2 separate regions of the Mus musculus genome follow, and region 2 is linked to region 1. Evidence: chromatin contacts called from public HiChIP or PLAC-seq data. All regions are on one chromosome and are shown on one strand. Each heading gives the region's core, a stretch centred on a gene start, on an enhancer-like site or on the middle of the called end of the contact. The rest is flanking DNA. Distances are from core to core; before and after follow the strand shown.

What was found. HiChIP or PLAC-seq counts read pairs in DNA pulled down with a chosen protein or histone mark.
Region 2: an H3K27ac HiChIP or PLAC-seq map of the HPC-7 cell line shows a contact between it and region 1, with 6 times the contacts expected there. The contact joins two enhancer-like sites. A contact is called at or near these places in 4 of 15 datasets of contacts at CTCF or cohesin (the NIH/3T3 cell line and embryonic stem cells), 38 of 484 Hi-C or Micro-C datasets (8-cell embryo, B cells, CD4 T cells and 19 more), 12 of 115 datasets of contacts at active chromatin or transcription factors (CD8 T cells, the HPC-7 cell line, bone marrow-derived macrophages and 8 more) and 6 of 9 other capture datasets (adipose tissue, bone marrow-derived macrophages, embryonic stem cells and 3 more).

The regions. Positions count from the first base shown.
Region 1 is chr11:79,052,468-79,056,036 of GRCm38.p6, forward strand. All of the region lies in intron 2 of Ksr1 (kinase suppressor of ras 1), which reads right to left. Among named protein-coding and RNA genes, the nearest start is that of Gm11201, 31 kb to the left of the region's middle. Within about 2 kb of position 1,879, at least 46 of the 459 cell types and tissues checked have an H3K27ac peak or open chromatin away from gene starts, as enhancers often do. A contact at or near this core is called in the G1E-ER4 cell line and the HPC-7 cell line, where this site is marked.
Region 2 is chr11:79,212,881-79,216,849 of GRCm38.p6, forward strand. No RefSeq gene overlaps it. Among named protein-coding and RNA genes, the nearest start is that of Gm30470, 9.8 kb to the right of the region's middle. Within about 2 kb of position 1,346, at least 119 of the 459 cell types and tissues checked have an H3K27ac peak or open chromatin away from gene starts, as enhancers often do. A contact at or near this core is called in the G1E-ER4 cell line and the HPC-7 cell line, where this site is marked.

The DNA.
Region 1 (3,569 bases), core at 629-3,128:
TGTTGTGTTTTATAAAACGGCAGTAGAATGCTTCGGGAGGGAGCACCTCAGAGGGCTGGCCAAGCTGTCTCCAAGGAGTCACCACCATGTGACAGGCCTAGTACAGAAGGAAGCTGATGGTGAAGGGAAGGGGATTTGGAAAGGAGTGGAGGCAGAGGAAGGAGGGAGCCAGAAGGATGGAAAGAGAAAGGAGAGGGGAAGAGGCCAGCCTGGAACCATGGGAAAGAGAGAGAACAGGAGATGGAGATGGAAAGAGAGGATAGACAGAGAGACAGACAGGTATACACTCATAGGGAGAGGGAGAGAGGGGAAGAGGGAGAGCGAAGGGGGAGAGGGGGAGAGGGAGGAGAAGAGGGAGAGAGAGAGGGAGAGAGGGAGGGAGGCAGAGAGGGAAGGAGAGAGGGGGAAAGAGAGAACACATACATAATGGGGGTAGCCAAGCAGTTCTTATACCCCAGGTTGGTTCATATCTGGCAGGCAGCTACGTAAGCTGTTGCTAGGTAGCTGTTGGGCAGAGCCTGGAGGAATTACCGACATTACCTACATTTCAACAGAACCACTAAGTAACACAGAAGGCCCTTTGTTCTTTATCCAAGGGAATTAACTTTCCTGGAAAAAGAGAACTAAAATGTTCGCACGCATCCTTTTCTTTAATACATAAAAGAAAAGTAAAAAGAAGACACGATTTTTTCCTATAGCTTCAAATTAGCCATAAGTGTCCCTTGCTCCTCTGAAGCCTGGGGATCAAGCTGCTCCCCCCTTGAATACGGCAGGAGTGTAGCATTTCTAGTCTTCTCTCGTCTCTGCTCTTCATGATCAGATTCAAAACAGTGCTAGGAGACGGACAAGATCACAGTGGATGGCAGCGGGAATGCTGGAGAGGAGAGCCGCCCTACAGCCCTCCATGTGCTGGAGCCTCCACCACCCTGGCCCCAACCCCATCATGGGCCACTCAGCGCTTCTGCCTGGCTTCTAGGGGTATGGATACACACCCCCAGACATGGATGTATCAGACTGCCTAGCACTCCATCTACACCAGTCTGCTGCTGTCACTTCTGGGTGACAGTTCTTTCTACCACTTAATCTCTGTGGCATGAGGAGGCACATGGGGAACTGGAGGGGGGAAACCCTAGTCCCCAGAAATTGCAGCAGTGGAGTTATCTCTATACCCATCCTTTTATGATTAGATGTTTTCTGCCACAAACTCCAAAGCTAACCAGAAACCCACCCACTGCTCTCAGTGTTATGGGAATGGAGAAAGCCAGGAAGGGTGCCAGAACTTCTAGCATTAAAAGCAAACAAACAAAAACAAAAAACAAAACTAAGCTGGGCTTGGTGTGCCAAGCCTGTTACCCACAACTGGGAAGGTTGAAGCAGCTGGGTCACTACTTCAAAAGCCAGGTACATAGTAAGTTTAAGGCTGCATAAGACCCTGGTTTGTCTGTCTGTCCTCTGTCTGTTTAAATAGCAAAGACATTTTGAACTATCTTTGAATGGTTGTTTTCCACTTGGTGGTAACTAACTCAGATGAGAAGGGCCTGTGTTGTCGTCGTCATTCGTCATCTTCCTCTTCTTCCTCTTCCTCCTCCTCCCCATCTTCTTCTTCTTTTTTCTTTTTTTGTTTGTTTGTTTGTTTGTTTGTTTGTTTTTGTTTTTTTTGTTTTGTTTTTTTGAGACAGGGTTTCTCTGTGTAGCTCTGGCTGTCCTGGAACTCACTTTGTAGACCAGGCTGGCCTCGAACTCAGAAATCTGCCTGCCTCTGCCTCCCAAGTGCTGGGATTAAAGGCACGCGCCACCACCGCCCAGCCAGACCAGAGGCTTCTAAAGCCTTCCTCTGCTGTCACATGAGACCTGTTACCCAGCAGTGAGCACCCTGGTGGCCAGGCTATCTCAATGAGCCAGCCACCCTGCACATGAAGTGTGCAGTCTTCCAACTCTTAGGGCTGATGTGGGGACTCAATGTTAAGGAAAGTTCCAAAGGCAAACATGCTTGAAGAGGGCGGATTAACAGAAGAAAAGAAAATATCTGTGGCAGCCCAGCCCCCACAGTCAGAGGAGCCTCCCAAGCACCCCCACCCCCAGGAGTGGTCCTGGCATCAAGTCTCAGCCAAAACAACTCAAAGCCCCCAGACCTCACACACAGATGTGACTCACCCACTCACCAAGACAGCACAGCACAGGGGAGTCTGTTTAACCAGAATCACTCCCATGTATGCTAGGGGACCACAAGATTAGGGATCAGCCTGCCTCCTGCTCCAAGGGAACTCATGGGAAGGGCCTCTGGGAAACCCTCTCTGGCTTGAGAGGTCCCTTGCTGACCACCCACCTGGAGAAAATGGCCATCTGAAAGCCAAGAACAAAGCCTGCCTCCTTCTGCTATGCTCTGGAGAGCTGGAGCAGGGATGGAACCTGAGAAGCCCACATGGCTTCTAGAACTGCTACTCACTCCAGCTGCTGAACCGAGATAAAATATGCTAAGTAGAAGCTGAGAGAAGCCATATGCCCCAGCCATGGACCCAACATGCCTTGGGGCTCACATGGCCCACAAGCGGGTGGCGGGAACACTTGCCTCCTCGGCTCTCTCTGCTGCTTTCCCTCAAACCATGACTTATGTTTTCCAGTGAGTGACATTAAATTATCCTTTCTGGTAATAAAGAGAAAGCAGGGCCAATTGTCAGCCCAGCCTGTGACAATTAAGCCATGCCATTAACAGGAGCCTACTAGTCTCTGTTCTCTGTAGCAGAAGGCAGGGAAGGGTCTAGCCAAATACGTCCCCATCCCCTGTCTCCAGCAGCTGGCAATGGCTAGGGTCACAGGTCACGCTGGGTATCAGATGGTATCCTGGGACTTACCAGCAGCCACGGGGCAGCCTGCGTCTATACTTAGAAACACAGGTGGGCCAGCGAGAGGACAGTAGTTATGCCAGGGACCGCTCCGCCTGGTGTGGGTCACATACACACAGACACACTGTACCTCCAGCCAGAGTAGAGGGGACAGTTGGAATGAGAGCATACTTAGGGCGAACTCTTAGCAGTGGGATGGAAGCAGCTGCAAGGGGCTCCCAGGAGGCCTGTCCCCTCCTGTCCCTCAGCCCCACCCCTGTAAGGGGCTCCCAGAAGGCCTCCTCCCCTTCTGCCCCTCAGCCCTGCCTCTACTTCAGGCTCCTCAGCAATGTAAGCCAGTCCCTTTCCTGGTACTTTCCAGGACTGCCTAGTACAGCTCTCCAGTTCTAGACTGCACACAGTACCACTGTCCAGCCTCAGTGCTACCCACCAGGGCCTGCCTCATAGCAGTCTCCCAGAAAAGGCACAGAAAGGCCCCTTCTTCCACTTTGCCATGACTGTACCCAAACGTCCCCCAAGATGACACTGTAAACGAGTGGGTGTGGTCATGTTCAAATGACACTCCGTAACTCTCAAACTTGAATTTTATACCATTTTCATGTGTCACAAAATATTTTGCCCTCCCCTCTCTGACAGTTAAAAATGAAAAAAAACAAAACAATCAAACACATAAACAAACAAAAAAACCAAATCAAGAACCTTCATTCTTTAAACAATAGTGGACTA
Region 2 (3,969 bases), core at 96-2,595, 160 kb after region 1:
CCAGATGATGCTGGAGGCACGAATCACCACAGGATCAACTTTGACAAATATCATCATCCAGGGTACTTTGGGAAAGTTGGTGTGAGGCATGACCACTTCAAGAAGTTTCATAGCTTCTGCCCAATCGCCAACCTGGATAAATTGTGGGTGCTGGTCAGTGAGCAGACATGGGTCAATGCTACAAAACAAACAAACAAACAAGACAGCAGCTGCTCCCGTATGTGGTGTCCAATCAATCCGGCAACTTGTTCTAGGAAAGGGAAAGCTCCCTAGGCAGCTGTCATCATGAAGGCCAAATTCCTCGGCAGAAGAGCTGAAGAGAAGATAAAGGATGTTGGAGGTACCTGTGCTCTGGTGGCTTGAAGCCACCCAGGGGGTTAATTAAATGCTAATATTAAAAAAAATCTCTATGGGAACACATGTTGTAAATCGTCCTGGAATTTTTTACCTCATCCAACTATTGGTTGCTGTGGGGGTTTTTTTTTGTTTGTTTGTTTGTTTTTTTTTTTGAGACAGGGTTTCTCTGTGTAGCCTTGACTATCCTGGAACTCACTGTGTAGATCAGGCTGGACTCGAACTCACAGAGTTCGGACTGCCTCTGCCTGGGATTAAAGGGTTGCACCGCTCCTTCCTGTTCTTTAGAGTCTTCAATGAAGGGCTGGTTTCCCTTTCCTGTGTCCCCTTCGTTTTCCAAGTCTTTCTGGCTGCCTCAGATACCAGGACAAGTCTTTTGTATTCATAATTCGTGGAGTGCAGGGAGGTGAGGAGTCCAACCACGGGATCAGTGTGGCTTGAAACCTACTGTGTGGCCTTATTGTTACTTCATACTCCCGGGGTGGCTCTTGGGAAATAGCTGAGATTTCCAGACCGAGGCAAGTCTGTTGTTCTCTGGAACCTGGGAGGGAAGGAAAAGGGGAGCCTAGAGGGCCGGCGTGGGTCAGGTAGGCCATCTATAACTGTGGGATCCTCTTCTTCCTGGTGAGGGCCCAGGCTAGTATTTCTGGAACAACCCTGTTGCAGGACCCACAGTGATCACTATTTAGGAAATGTGTCTGCAAACAGTGTTGGGAACACCACAGGAGGAAGAGGCCGGAGTAGAAGATGAAATTATTCCTTGCAGTGCGGAGCTGTGATTTCCTAGCCCCTCTGGGCAGGATGTGCAATGCACTGTCCCTGTCCCATACACCTCAGGTCTTGGATTTCCCAGCCCAGATTGTGGCCGTTCCCTCACACTGCAGGCTTTGGCGCCCCCTGCCGGCCCCGGAGAGCCGTGCCACGCTCCGAGTCCCAGCGATGCCAGAAGGGCATGTCACTGCTGGGGCAGGATTAAGTCACTAGAAAGAAAGGAAATGAGTCACCACTCTTCGCAGCTGGGGGCGGCCTGGGGAGAGTGTCGAGATAAGGATACAGGAACTAGGGACAATGGCGGGAAGTGAGAGGAATGTGGGCCCAGGACAGCCTTCAGTACCCTCTGCACCCTGGACCAGCAAGGGAACCCTCCGAGGGAGGCAATAGGGGTGGGACGGGCTGAACCTTGGGTTGTTGGAAGAGAATGGGACAGAGGACAGCCCAGGGCGCCCATATCATCTTTCCCACATCCATTGAACTTCCTAAAAACCTTAGCTAGACTTCCTGAGAACTCCTGTAAGGCCCTTAGCATAAGACACAAACTGTAAGAACACCCCAACACTCGCCAGGGAACATGGGCAGTGTAAACATGGGTCGTGCTATTTCCAGCTATGGAGTCTATTTTCCAGAAGGAAAGTGTTCCCTCAGTAGTAAAGATCTCTGTAGTCCTTGCCCGGGGATTTAGGAGAGTTGGCCTTCGACCTCAAAATAGCTCTGGTCCCATCTGGATTAAGATGTCTGACAGCAGGCCCACAATTTGAAGTTGGAAAGTCTGTTCCAAACCAGTTGTCCGTTCCTTAAGTCCTGAATGTTCCTTCGTTAAGTAGTCATCCCTTTGTCCTGAAAAAATAAGATAACTTTATGTTCTATCTCAGACAAGAAGGGCTTTCCATGTGACCTTCCAAGGTGGCCCACTCGAGTTGCCCCTCATGTCTCAGGTGTGTGTGTTGAGTTCCCTCAGTAGGTCTCTACTTCCTGGAGGGCCTTTCCTCTGTTGTTCCTTTGAGCCAGAATTGAGACAGTCACCAGTGGAACTGGGTCTGCTAGAGAGTCATGGCCAGTGGGCAATTGGAGAAGAAGTAATGGACCCACCAGGAAATATCCCACTGGAAAGAGAAGAGCAGAAATTATTTTCACATATGAACATGTCTGGGCCTGCCAAAGGGGTGCCTAGAGTCCTCCAGTCCCTTAGGTGATGATTCTCCCAGAAGACATCTGTCTTGTCTGTCTTGTCCTACTCATTCCAGCCCACAACCCTGTCACGTGGGTGAGTCTACCAAGTGTCTCCTGAACACTAATGGTAAGTTTCCCATGGGACAAGAGAGCATTGTGGGATCTTCTCCCCTCTGGTGGTCTCAGCAGTGCGGGGCCACGATGACTCAGGGAACAGAGCTGCATCTAATCAGTCCAGATCTCCTTAGGATTTTGATAGGCGTCCCTGAGGCTGTCACCAGTCCCCTCCCTTCCCCAGATGGCCCCCTGTGCACACAGTACCCAGTATGCATATTCCGAGTCCACACAGATCTTTATGCTTTTTCCTCTGCTGGGCTTCAGAGCTCTTGTCTGAGCTGAGTTCAGGGGGTTTCAGTGTCAGCCAGAAGGGATTTCAGTCTCAAACTGTCTTCACAGCATATCCCAATCTTCTGATTCCATCCTGAACAAATGAATTCCCAGCCCTAAACAACTGGACATTGGAACTCTGCAGAGAGTGATCCTTAGGAGCTGGCCTGCATAGACGCTGCATAGCCTGCATAGTTGGCAGCAGAAGTGCTCAAGGCCTGCCTCTTCAGGGAGGAGAGCAGCAGGGTTGAGAGAGAGCTGGGCTTTAATGTGCCACTTCAGGAACTTCCAGGAGAACAGCCTGGAACTTCATTCTATCTGGCAACCGTAACTGTCTCTTTTAATTAAAATTAAGTATCCTCCTGAAATCAAGGGGGTATAAACTCTTGAGAGGCTGTCCCAAGGTCTGCTGTGTGCCTCAGGGGTCAGGAGTTCCATGACCACTGTGGATCTCAAACATCCGGTCTATCTGAGCCACTGAGTAGGGATTACTTACTAAGGTATCCTATCTGCTGGAGTGCCAGTCTAGTCTGAGCTAGGAAGGTATCCTATCAGCTGGGGTGCTGGTCTAGCCTGGGATAGGAAGGCTCTCTGTTGGTTTATATTTTATAGTTTGAAATTTAGAATACTCCAGATTCTTCCAGAACTCAGACTATATTTCCCTTCTCTCGTGCTTTTCCCCAAGAGACTCTGGTGGCTAAGACATTAAGGGGGCTTAGGGAAGCGGTCCCTCAGGGGTGCCCTCCCCTGTGGCCTCACAAAGGAATAAGTTATCTATGTATTGAAGGAGGGTGGTATGTGGGCTCAGCCAATCCAGACCATGGGCCAGAATCACTCCAAACAGATGGGGACTGCTCCTAAATCCTTGGACCAAAATTATCTACACTGCACCCCACTTCCTACAAGTGTCAGCTCTCTCGTGGCAGCCCCCACCCCCACCCAGAGTAGAGGGGAAGAAGCAGGGAACAGTGCTGCTGACAGTCTGTGCAGCTTCAAATCTCTGCAGCAAGCCTCTTCCTCCCCCTCCTTCTCCCTTTGCAGCTATACTGTCTAGTAGTTTAAAATAAGCCAATCAGGCAGGGCGGCGGTGGCGCACGCCTTTAATCCCAGCACTTGGGAGGCAGAGGCAGGTGGATTTCTGAGTTCAAGGCCAGCCTGGTCTACAAAATGAGTTACAGGACAGCCAGGGCTATACAGAGAAACCCTGTCTCGAAAAACCAAAAAACACCCAAAACAAAACAAAACAAAAACCCCGAAAAACAAAACAAAACAAAAACAAAC